Regions from separate parts of the Danio rerio genome. Here region 1 is linked to region 2. A link is a contact called in public HiChIP or PLAC-seq data. All regions are on one chromosome and are shown on one strand. Each heading gives the region's core, a stretch centred on a gene start, on an enhancer-like site or on the middle of the called end of the contact. The rest is flanking DNA. Distances are from core to core; before and after follow the strand shown. Region 1 holds the start of paip2b (poly(A) binding protein interacting protein 2B). Region 2 holds the start of rgs12b (regulator of G protein signaling 12b).

Region 1 (6,574 bases), core at 2,589-5,088, 180 kb before region 2:
AATAAATGTTTACTGAAGATGTTCTGAAACATAACTAGGCCCACACAGAATCTGAATGTGCAGAAATCTGCAGATTTTGAGCCCATCACTGAGTCCATTTATTTATTAGTGTAAATTTATATTTATTTAGTTTTTAAATAATTTCAGTAATATTATTGGCCAATATGAAAACTTCATATGATTTACTTACAATAAAGTTTGTGACGGAATATCTTTTAATAGATATATTATACGAGAGACTTGAGTGGATCTAACTGCATTTGCATTGTAAACATTAGATACAAGTTGTTGAATGTTTTATTTGTAAAATGTTTTTATTTTTATTTTATATAAAAAGTTTTAGTTATGATACTTCCAAAATCATTCCGCGTAATAGACTTTTTTTTTAACACAATTCTGCACAGAAATATAAAAAAAAAATGTCTGCAGATTCTGTCTGGCCCTACATATAACTAATATTTCTTTCAGTTACGAGTGAATCACCGCTTTGTGTAAAGAGTCTCTGCAAATGACTTTTGTAAATGCACAAACTATACTTCCAAAATAACTAAAGCTTAGTTTTAATGGTTAAAAACCAATTATTTAATTCATACAAAGTTCTTATTGATGATAATATTTTTATCTTTTGTATTTCGATAATATCATTCTTGCTATTCACATTAAACTAAGAACACATTAGTTGGACAGTTTACCCATTCTATGGTAGTATCGTGATACTATGGCAACAAAATACTGGCGATGCCACTGTAGTTTGTAAATGGTAGTATTGCCATTAATGGTTTATCTACAATAGATAATGTTGCAAGTGGAAGTGTCACTGAAATGCTCACACCTTTGTGCAACAATGACCCATTCTATTTTAAAAGTCTTTGGATAACTTTAAGGTTGCAAAACTTTGGAGAATTTGCACCTTTTATGGTAGCCTATTGCACATTTTGTAATGCTTCAGTCCATTTCTGTTCCTGTTAATAAGATTTAGTAGCGACCGCAACGATTTCTTTAAAAGAACAACTCACAAAGTGCAATTTTTGAATACTGATTGAAAAAAAAGATAACACCCAAAATTGCAACAGGAAACATTGAAACATTTTGATCACTACATATAGCCAAATTTTGTTGGAAAAACGCTTTTTTGTAACAAATTTTATTTGGTATAATATGCATCTTTATTTTAATGTATTTTTGTTGGTCAGTTATCTACAACATAAACAAAAAGAATAAATCAATTTTAGGTTAAGTGAAGTGCAAATAATACTTTTTGGCCTTAAGGGGATTTGAATTACATTCAAGTAGGCTTATTGTAACAAAATATAGTATTTCTGACAATTCTCTTCGTAATTTGAGGTATTAATAACAGTACCACAATCCTACTTGGTATTGTGATACTTCAGCTGGTATAGTATCATAAGATTAATTAATGGTAAACGCGACAACCCTTATCTAACACACACACACACACACACACACACACACACACACACACTTAAACTTTCCATATGACTTCCATTTGTGCTCCATTTCAAATATTTTCTTTCCCTTGTTCCCCAAATTCATGTATAGCTATATCCATAAAACTACATTTGGATGCACTTGATTATAAACCATTTTAAGAGATGTAAAAAAAGAAAATAAGACTCTCCAGAAGAAGAAATATTATCAGACATTCTGTGAAAATTTCCTTGCTCTGTTAAACATATTTTGGGAAATATTTCAAAAGAAAAAAAAAAAAAGAAAAAATTCAAATAGGGCTAATAATTTTGACTTCAACTGTGTATGCATGTATGTACATTTATGTATGTGTGTGCGCGCATATATATATATATATATATATATATATATATATATATATATATATATATATATATATATATATATATATATATATAAACATTATAAATATAAATATTAATTAATTGTGCAAGTGTTGTATTAATTACTTTGCACCATAAAAAGCTTTTCACTCATCATAGCACACGTGCTGCTGATGATGTGACAATAAAAGTGATTTGATTTGAGACCGATTCATGTTGTTTCCTAGTCTTAAGATATCCATTAGCTTCATCCAAACCATTCCCTCTACTAATGCACTAGATTAACAAAAAATGAAAAAAAAAAGTATTTAACATTTATTATCAAACATAAAACAAAACATATCCACAATTACAGTCCATGAGATTTAACATAAGGTTAAACAGTTTTAGATCTTTTAATTTTAGAAGTTTTTTGGTTTGAAAGTGACAAATACTACATTTGACTGCTGATAAAGATATAATGCTCTTTTAATACACAAACGGTCACTAATCTGTCGAACCACATCATGGCATCATTTTATTTCAAATACAGGTCAACCAAATGACTGCAACGAGAATTTCTTTCTGAAGAGTCTTTAACCTAATTTGTGAATCCCATTTTCAAGTGTGTATAAACAACCAGCACAAAAGGTGTTCTTTGAGATGTCACACATTAAGCAGCTTCACACTGACCTGTCTATTGTACTCCTCCTCGTTCTCCATCCACATGTACTCCGCGAAAGGGTTTGCATCCCCTTCTTTGTGTCCGTTCACAACATTCTCATCCTTCCCTTGTCCACTGCCGCCTCCTGGTGTCTTTGCTACCTCCGGACTGTTAATATCAGCAGGTTCTGGGAGTGTAAACGCAATGTTAATACTCAAAAAACAGAAATCAACAGCCTCAGTACAGACAGACAGACGACAAAAGTGATGCCTGTGAACACAAGAGACTCGTGAAAAGACATGTTTACATCAACACTCGCGGTACACGGGATAAATGAATGATTTAACTGCATGAAAGCATAATTAACACACATTTTATATAACTATACAGCAATATGATTGGTGTCTTTGTAAAGTACAAACACTAAACACGCTGGCAAATTAGTGGTTTGATGTGGCAAACTCAAGGCAGGATAACGTTTATTAAGCTTTTCTAATGCCCGCTACACGACGCAGTGCGTAACACACACGGTTTAAAGATCATTATATAACTATCTGTTAATAACTATCAGCGTGTTGCATAAATGAGACAAAGAGGAGGTCAGTCGACACCATCTTTCTCCACATGGATTTGATTCATTGTAACGTGAGGCCTGGCCAAGGCTCAAGGGATAACTATCTTTAGTATAAACTATTAAAGAAAGCCTCAAATTAAAACAGCCCCTTTTGCTTACGAGAACAACTTCGTTTGAGTAAAAAAAAGTTAAACACTTGCTCACGTTTGTCTAACGCCCCGTTAGTGTATATTGTAACTATGAAGCTATGCGCGTTAGCACGAGCCACCGCCGACACATAACAACAACAACAACGTTCTTTCCACGTGAAACCCCATTTTATGACCGTACTTAGTAGTGTTTAAAGGTTACCCACCTGCCATTTAAGCAAATGTGGTACTTGTTGTGTTGAATAGTTTAAAAGGCTTTCGTGTGGTAACGTTAAATTAAGTAGCGTGCTAAATGCGCGAGTTAGCCTGCATCGCAGACACATCACTAGGCCTCCATGCTCACAGCGCTACACACAAAACTCTACAAAGTGAGTTTTCATCGGCTTAATCTGCGTTTCACTTAACGTTACATCTGTTGTATTACTTATATTTGCCACTCTACGCATTAATCGAAGGCAACCATTTCACAAAACAAAGAGGGTGAGAGAAGCACACAACAGTTTCAAAGTCAAAACATTAAACATGGCTCTTTTCACAGATATGAGCAGCTAAGAGGACTTACCCGGCATTGTAACGCGTCTGTCGCTCTAATCTATCTCCAAATAAGTCGAGTAAAAGAGGTAATTTTCCTGTTTGCACCGACACCGTTACCTGGCTAGATTTCAAGCCTACGTCAGAGTGCTCATGTGGGCCTTTCAAACAAACACGTCGCGGGCGCGTCCTGTCGGTCATCATCGGTATTTCAACATCTGACTGATTTTTAATTTTTTTTTAGATTTCAACATGATTGCTGCAGGCCCTGCTACTCAATTCAAGCGTGTTTTTGCAAGAAACTGACAATGCAAATTACATTTGTATCGTTAAGCAATTTACATGTTGGTGGTTTCATTAAAAACAATCGCCAAAGATATTGACGATAGGATCTGAATCATGAGCATGCACACATTCATTCACTTTCTTTTGGCTTATTAGTCTCTATTTCAGAGGTCGCCACAGCGGAAAGAACCGCAATAACCTTAAATATTATGGCAGTCAATGATGATATATATGGGCAGTACTTGCTCATACTGGATCTAAACCTATTGATCGACATCTCTCCCTGGTGGTCTAGTGGTTAGGATTCGGCGCTCTCACCGCCGCGGCCCGGGTTCGATTCCCGGTCAGGGAACTTGTACTTTTAAACATATTGGTTTCAGAACTCTTATAAATGCAAACGGACTTAATCCAAACAAGATTAATGTAATAACCCAGTTGTTAATAGCGTTAAATTAAATTATTTTATCAAATCAAATACTTCAGATCTCTGAATTGTGTGAGGGACATCAATACCTAAATTCAAAAAGTATAAACACTCAAGTTGTAGTTAAACAACATACATACATTTATACAAAGTCCCTTTATTAAATAGGGATGAACCGCCAATTTATCCAGCATATGTTTTACGCAGCGGATGCCTTTTCAGCTGCAACCCAAACACTGGGAAACACCCATACACTCTTACATTTACATCACAAAACAGGGAACAATCAACATCGCAAGGCATGTTTACCATTAAAATAAATTAAAATTGTTACAACTGCAACAAGAAGCAAGGTTCCAAAAAAGTAGTATTTGCTTATGAAAATTAGACAACTTCAAAGGAAGCTTTGAACAATCATGATCACATCTTAATACAAATTCAAGGCCACCAGTTTTTTTTAACAAATTATTTGGGATATGATACCATATTGAATAAGGCTTAGCTAAACACTCTTTCAACCATATAACTCTAAAAGTGCCAAGAGGAGATTCAAAATCTAAGGTTTTTAAACCTCCATGTTCATACTCTTTGACCATATGATTTTTACGTAAATAATTTGTTTTATTTTTCCAAATAAATGTTACACTCTTATATTCACACACTACACTTACTCAAATTCAATTAGGTCTTGAAATTATTTAAATAATGTCTTTTGACTTCATGTCTTTTGACTTTTGCACCCGGGGGAACCCACGCGAACACGGCGATAACATGCTCCACACAGAAATACCAACATGGTCCACCCGGAACTTGAATTAGCAACCTTCTTGCTGTGAGGCTGCTTTACCGTGCTGCCCAAAAAACATACATGTAATTAAACATTTTATTTGGTTTAAATTCATTTTGGAAAACATTTATTTTCTAATAAGATTAATTTGATTTAACATTTATTTTGTTATATAAAAAATGGCATTTTTAGGATAGAATATGCATAGATCTTAAAATGTTTATTTACTGTAGTTTAATCTTCCTTCTTATTTTATTAACTATTTATATTGATATAAAACTTATTAGAAATTCATTTGAACTTTTAATTGTAATACAAAACTGTTCACAGACCACCAAACTGCCTTAAGCTATCTGGCTTAAATAAATAATATTTCCACATGTGTATTAATTTGTGTGCCTTCAATAAGAAACGTTTTTGGGGTGATTTAGTTCTGAGGTTAGATTGTGAACTCAGTGATCATTTAATTTGATTTAGCCTATAGTTTTTTATGGCTCTTTGTTTGATACTGGATAAATATCGTCCAGTATACTGGATAAACTAAACCCAATTTAAAACTTTAAATGACTTCATTAAAAAATATTACATATGATTTCTCACTCACTTGGTCGCCACAGCAGAATAACCACCATATATCACTACAAAGGATAATATATTTACAAATGAGTACTTAAATTACATTATTATATGACATGCAATGGTTATTTTCTTCTTCATCAGACAACAATATGACCTTGTTTCTATGTATTTTATTACAAAAGTAACACAAAACAATAAACAATTGTGAAGATATTACGCTGATTTACCATCAGCTTTTGTCCTGTATATCACATCCTCTGAAGAAAGAGAGATGATGATTGTGATAAAGACAAGGAATTTTTCGAGACCACTCATATACAGATAAAGCAACCGATGCAGACTCCATCTCTAAAACCATCTGGACACTGCTCTTGTTAGAAAGGCACTGATCTGCATTCACCTAATAATGAAAACAAAAGTATAATTAATTCACTTATCCTTGCAGATTAAAATGATCAAACTAAAGTCATGAATAAAAACAACCAAATTAAGAGAGGTTTTTAAGGATGTCTTTACTGTTGTGCAACAGCACATCTCACCTTGTTTCTATTCAACACCAGAGTTTGTAAAACTTGTCCAAAAGGTTTTATCAGCCTTAGCACTCCTGTAGCAGCGCAAGGCTTGTTTGGCATGTTACACACAACTAATAAATGGTCCAAAGGTGTCAGCAATCCCTAAAGAAGTTAGTTGATTTTAAAAATCACTTAAAAATGTTGTTATGTCTTGAGAACAAGGCATACTTACATTTGACATTAACGGCCTCACAAAAGCATGAAACACTGAAACCTGAG
Region 2 (6,426 bases), core at 3,577-6,076:
GAATAACTGAGTACACTCCATTTTGAAAATGAATATTAATATAGACAATGTTTCTTGTTGGGTGACGCGGTGGCGCAGTAGGTAGTGCTGTCCAAAGACATGCGAGTCCAAAGTCCAAAGACATGCGGTACAGGTGAATTGGGTAAGCTAAATTGTCCGTAGTGAATGTGTGTGAATGGTTGTTTCCCAGTGATGGGTTGCGGCTGGAAGGGCATCTGCTGCGTAAAAATGTGCTAGATAAGTTGGTTGTTCATTTCTCTGTAGCGACCCCAGATTAATAAAGGGACTAAGCCGAAAATAAAATGATTTAATGAATGTATCTTGTTTCATTTAAACAAAACAGATTTATTAAACAGATATATTTATTAAAATAATATTTTGGTCACCAAACATATTTAGAAGTTGAGAGATAGTACAATTAAATTCAAGCTAAATATTGCAAAAATAAATTACAGCCTACAAAATTTTTCCTTTTTTTTCTTGATTTTTCCTCTTTATTAAACTTGTGTTTAATATTTTTGTAGAAGATATAAATTTGGGTGTACTAGTTTTTTTTTGTTATCGTAGGTTATTTTCTTAAATAAGCTCCAGATTTGGCTTCAGTACTGATTAATGTATATGCACAAATACAATATTGTATAGTTTCCTATTAAAATATGAATTTAAAAGATAGATTTGTAAGGGGTGTACTAATGTATGCTGAGCACTGTATGTATATAGAATATAGAATAGCCAATTTAAAAAAGAAAAAAAAAAGAAAAGGAGAGGAGAGGCATTGTTTTTTGTTTTGATGTTTTATCATGTATTCAAATCCAAATCGATTGTCATGTCAGAACTTAAATATTATAGCTAATAATTTGGTCTTCAAATGATTCGATGAATGTTGTAGAGCCCTGCAATATTGTGATTTTTCCTTTTTTTTATACATGTATATATTTACATGTATAAATATATGTGTCCTTTTTGTCTGTTCTTTTTTAGATTGGATTTTATTTAGGAGTTTAAAAATGCTTCCTTTGGGCAAATTGAATGAATGAATTGTGTGTCTGTGTTTGTTAGTGATGAAACAATTAATTGCCCATTTTTGTTTGTACAAGCATTAGTATTGTATATGTATAGAATTTTTGTAAGTATAGAATAATTACATTTATGTGGACTCAGCAGACACAGTGTCTGACCAGTAATATAAGCTTAATAGGACTTTAATAATCAATTCCATTTTAAGACTATATATATATATATATATATATATATATATATATATATATATATATATATATATATATATATATATATATATATATATTAATAATAATAATATGGTTTCTCCAATCTTCATTCATTCATTAATTTTCTTGTCAACTTACTCCCTTTATTAATCCGGGGTTGCCACAGCGGAATGAACCGCCAATTTATCCAGCACGTTTTTACTCCGCGGATGCCCTTCCAGCCGCAACCCATCTCTGGGAAACACTCAGACACACATTCACACACACACACTCATACACTACGGACAATTTAGCCTATACAGTTCACCTGTACCGCATGTCTTTGGACTGTGGGAGAAACGGGAGCATGCGGAGGAAATCCACGCGAACGCAGGGAGAACATGCAAACTCCACACAGAAACGCCAACTGAGCCGAGGTTCTAACCAGTGACCTTGCTGTGAGGCGACAGCTCCAATTTTCATACTGTGTAATAAATAAATATCAGATCCAGGAATGCCACATTCCTGATTAGATTTATAGTAATCTATATAATGTAAATATTAAAAATCCATTAAAAAAGCTATTTAGCAAATAAAAGAGAATCAATAATATTATTTATTACAAATATATTGAAACATTAATATTTCTTAATTACAAAAACGTCTTTGCTTTCTTAAAATATTATTTTACACTTCAAAGTAATAGGACATTTTAAATTACTTAAAACGGTGTATCTAGTGTGAACTTGGCTGGTACTTTTACTTCATCATTCTATTTTTATATAAAATTTTGGGGATTAACTAAATTATATATCAAAATCCATTGTCGTGTTAAGAAAAGTCATATACTGGTGCTGTCCTTTAAGAAGAAAAACCTCCCTGAGATGTAGATTCCTCCTCCTCCTGCTGCTGCTGTCCACACACCAGCTGCCCTCTCCTTTTGTTTACTCCTTATGCAGCACTAAGGTTACCATGTCATTAAACTTCACATCACGTTTGGACACATCCGTCACAAGTAAGAGCACCAAACTACTTAACGCATAACAATCTATAACTATCTAAGATTTTCTCTATTGTAATGCTCGAAATGTCTTATTTCTTCCTCACAGGAAAGTTTTTGGGAAGTGGCGGCTAATGTTAGCAATGTAGCCATGGGAATTTCTTGTGCCTTTGCGGGTATTAGAACTTTCGGCCTATAGGTAAATGATTTTGTTATTTGATATTATGTTTATCTATATGAAGTTGTCGTTTTATATCTTATAATTAAGTGTTGTGTGAATATATGTTACTTCAGTCAGTATCTACAGACTGATGCCGATAATTTAATACCGTTAGTTACTCACTGGCCAGCTGTTCTTCGCGAAAACCAATACCGAAGCAGCTCGACACACATCCGTTATAAAATATTAAATTCACGAGTACGGTGAAGACTGCGAAGATATTTACGTTATCTTACTTTACTTTTAGTTTTTTTTTCGCTCTTGATGTTTTTGACACCTGTAGCATAACTTTTTGTGGTTAGTTGTCGTGTCTTGGTCAAACTGGGTTTTTGGGTCGATGTGAAGATGACTGACAGCTGTGGTAACCAATGAACGAGGGGAAATGGCTATTGACAGTTCAATTGTCATGGTTACACACGTTGACGCGTGGGCATTCCAACAATAGGGAAAAAGAAGGCGGGAGGGGTAGCAAGAGCGGATGAGTCTTCTCGTCTTCTTGGCATCTGTATGAGAAGAATAAGGACAAATAATCGATGACAAGCACTGATAAATATGTGAGTTTATATATTCTGTCCGTTTCTATAAAATGCTTACTCCACCCAACTTATCTCACTCTTCAGTAACTTTTAAAATCGCGCGGCACGTTAATGGTCCACAAAAGCGCGTGTTGTTTAATCTGCTCAGGTGCCAAAATGTTGTAATGTTATCACACATTGTAATTAACCCAAGTTATGGTAGTCAGTGACAAAAGAGGATATTCAGGTGTCAAAAACATATTGGGAAACATAACGTCTCAATATGTGTGTAACAAAATTATTAACCAGACCACAGCTGGCCTAAACTAACTGTATTTTCTGGATACCAAAATAATTTTTGTTTCTTTTATAGTTAACTCGACAGTATATATGTGAGCTCTTTAGCAACAGTAATATGTCTAATACTGAAATCTAATTGTTGTCATTCATGATTTTTGGAAATTAATGTTTTTGTGTGAAAATAGTAGTTATGGCCATTTATTAAAAGATGGAAATTCATTTTACAGTTATTTCAGTTTGCTACATGCTTCTAAACATTTTTATATACATTTTACTAAAACTGGTCTAATAAACTTGATAAGCTCTTTATTTCATGAATTATTTGGAAATCTAATCACTGTTGTCACATTGATTTCATATATTATTTGCATGAAACTATATTTAAAGTAATAAAATAAGGTGTAATAAACTACTAAATAGGGCTGGGTGATATTGCAAAAAAATATCACTATCTCATGTTTATCATTCGCTGTCGATAATTTGAATATTTTTTTGCCAATTCGTTTAGGAACTGTTAGGATTTTTCTATTTATAAACTTTATTTTAATTTACCCACATTACTGAGTCAAATAGTTTTAATAGTCAAAAGCAAAAATATTTAAACTAAATATCTGATCTCTTTATAACAAAATAAACTTTTATATATTATTCAAATACATATTGCAACATAACAAATTGTGAAGTTAAATGACTACATTACCCCATGCCAAAAATTCTTTCAGTTGGGGTGCTAATGGCTGGGGTCCACAAAAAAAGAAACCAAAAAGTCACTCTGACGACATCCTTACATCCTTTTTTATTTACAATCCCCACACTGCTGCTAGCCACGGCACTCATTTTCACATGTGTTGGTATTCTGACCTGAAGTGGCAAGCACGAGCATGTGGTTTCCTTGACCATTACAATGGGCTCCTCTGGCGTCTCTCTTAACCAAGCGACCATCAATCGTTTTCTCAGAGGATGACAGGTTTATGGAGAAAAGTAAAAAGCACTGCAGTGTTTGGATGTGCTGTGTTTTTCTTAGGTAATTAGTCTAACATTTACCATTACTGCTAAAGTGTGTATATTCCATACAAACTGTGAAGCAGATTGGTAGATTTGGTTAGTTGTACTTGCATAAATCACGGTCCACTTGACGCATTCGAAAAAGTTCCGATGTTTTCAACTAGGGGCTTGGAAAATGCATACTTGCACAACATGTGCATTCTGTAGTTGTTTGTGCATTTCGAGTCATGCAAGTTGCACGCCTCCATTGGAAATGACATTACAAACTTAAACCTTAAGCCACATTTAAATAAAACTATGGTGCTTCATAACAAAACTACATATCAAATATTTTTTTTATCAATATTGACAGTAGTGTTCGGTCAATAAATACCGATATCGTTTTTATCGCCCAGTCCTAATACTAAAATTATTAAATCATAGAATTTTGGTTGTCCTTAAATTTGTAGTTATTTGCCTGTGGATTAGTTAATCAAAACTATTCTCCTTTTTTCTTGTAAACGTGTACTGAAAGTGTTACATCATAAATTTTTCTTTGTGTTTAAATTTGTCGCTAATATGTCTGTGCATTAGTTAATCCAAAACCTTTCTTCCTTTTTTCTTGTAAAGGTGTACTGTGAATATTCAAGCATTCACCATGTTAGTTCCTTAGGCTGGAGCTCTGGAACTGAAAGGATGATATCATTAAGCTCTCCATCTCTGTATTTGTGAAGCCTGTTTCAAAAAAGAGCTAAACAGAGAGCCAAAGAAGGATGTTCAGGCAATCAGAACAAGGCAGGAGGCGTGTAAATGCCCAGCCATCTGCTCGCATTAGAGGAGTGGAGGTTGCAAGGGGGAGAACAGGCTATGGCTTCACACTCTCTGGTCAGTCTCCATGTGTTCTGAATTGCATCCTTAAGGGTAGTCCAGCTGATTATGTGGGCCTTCGCTCTGGAGATCAGATCCTGAGTGTGAATGACATTAATGTGTCCAAAGCTTCTCATGAGGATGTTGTTAAGCTGATTGGCCGCTGCACAGGTGTCCTACACTTAGTCATTGCCGAAGGCAGTCATAAAAACGGCCACGTTGATTCGTGTTCAAGTGATGAAGAACTGGAGTTCCATGACCACAAGAGCCACTGGCTGAGGCCAAAGATGGACTCAAAGACACTAGGCATAAACCGTGCAGAACGTGTTGTAGCAGAGATGCAGTCTGGTGGGATCTTCAACATGATCTTTGAAAATTCGAGCCACTCATCCAGCAGCTCAGAAAGAGCAGTTGCTTGTGCCTCTGCTTCCAAACCAAGGGCTGTCTCAGAGCCAGAATTCCCTTATGTGAGCGTCAACACCCAAAAAAGTGATCCCAACTTGCTCACTGAGGAAGAGATGGCCAAAGTGCTCAATGACGACTCTGTGTTTGTTGATATGTTTGAACCGCAAGATGAATTTGCCCTGTTGCAAACTGCAGACTCTGCAGGAATACTCAATGTTGGGATGATTGTGGGTTACTTGGGATCTATTGAATTAGCTTCAACAAGTGCCAATTTAGAAAGTGACAGCCTGCAGGCAATACGTGGCTGTATGCGACGTCTACGTGCCGAACAAAAAGTGCACTCGTTGGTTTTGCTTAAAGTCATGCATGATTGTGTGCAACTATGCAATGACCGAGGTGCTGTTCTAGCAACTTACCCTGCAGAGAAGTTAGCCTTCAGTGCTGTGTGTCCAGACGACCGCCGCTTTTTTGGCCTTGTCACCATGCAAGCAACAAATGACCACCGCATGTATAGGCATGGTGAGGAGGAGCAAGGCTTACGGACATCTTGTCATGTCTTCATTGTAGACCCGGAACTCTGTCATCATAAAATCCACCAGGGTATTGCCCGACGCTTTGGCTTTGACTGCACTCCAGACCCAGATACTGGTGGCTGCTTGGAGTTCCCACCGACTTCTCAGCCACTTCTACAGTTTGTGTCTGTTCTGTATCGTGACATGGGAGAATCCATAGAGGGTATGCGAGCTCGAGCTTTCCTTGATGGTGACTTAGATGCTCAGCAGAACAACAGCACAAGCAGCAACAGTGACAGCGGCATTGGGAACTTCTTGCCAGAGGAAAAGAACAACCGAGTCCTCTTGGTGGACTTGGGTGCAAATCCTAGTCGACATGTTCCTACAGGACCTTGGGAAAACCCTATGGGATCTT

The links. HiChIP or PLAC-seq counts read pairs in DNA pulled down with a chosen protein or histone mark.
Region 1: an H3K4me3 HiChIP or PLAC-seq map of embryo shows a contact between it and region 2, with 2.9 times the contacts expected there. The contact joins the promoter of paip2b here to the promoter of rgs12b in region 2. A contact is called at or near these places in 1 of 18 Hi-C or Micro-C datasets (caudal fin) and 1 of 4 datasets of contacts at active chromatin or transcription factors (embryo).

What each region holds. Positions count from the first base shown.
Region 1 is chr1:44,553,275-44,559,848 of GRCz12tu, reverse strand. paip2b (poly(A) binding protein interacting protein 2B) reads right to left here and starts at 3,838. Exons shown (of 4, transcript NM_200766.1): 1 at 3,740-3,838; 2 at 2,484-2,641. The coding sequence starts at 3,746. trnae-cuc (transfer RNA glutamic acid (anticodon CUC)) reads left to right here and starts at 4,274; the gene lies at 4,274-4,345. It overlaps si:ch211-89o9.4, which reads right to left. Exons shown (of 8, transcript NM_001145593.2): 6 at 6,528-6,569; 7 at 6,323-6,457; 8 at 5,934-6,183. The coding sequence ends at 6,013.
Region 2 is chr1:44,376,534-44,382,959 of GRCz12tu, reverse strand. It overlaps rgs12b (regulator of G protein signaling 12b), which reads left to right and starts at 4,826. Exons shown (of 18, transcript NM_214724.1): 1 at 4,826-6,426. The coding sequence starts at 5,001. It overlaps LOC141386134 (a long non-coding RNA gene), which reads right to left and starts at 622. Exons shown (of 3, transcript XR_012407385.1): 1 at 1-622.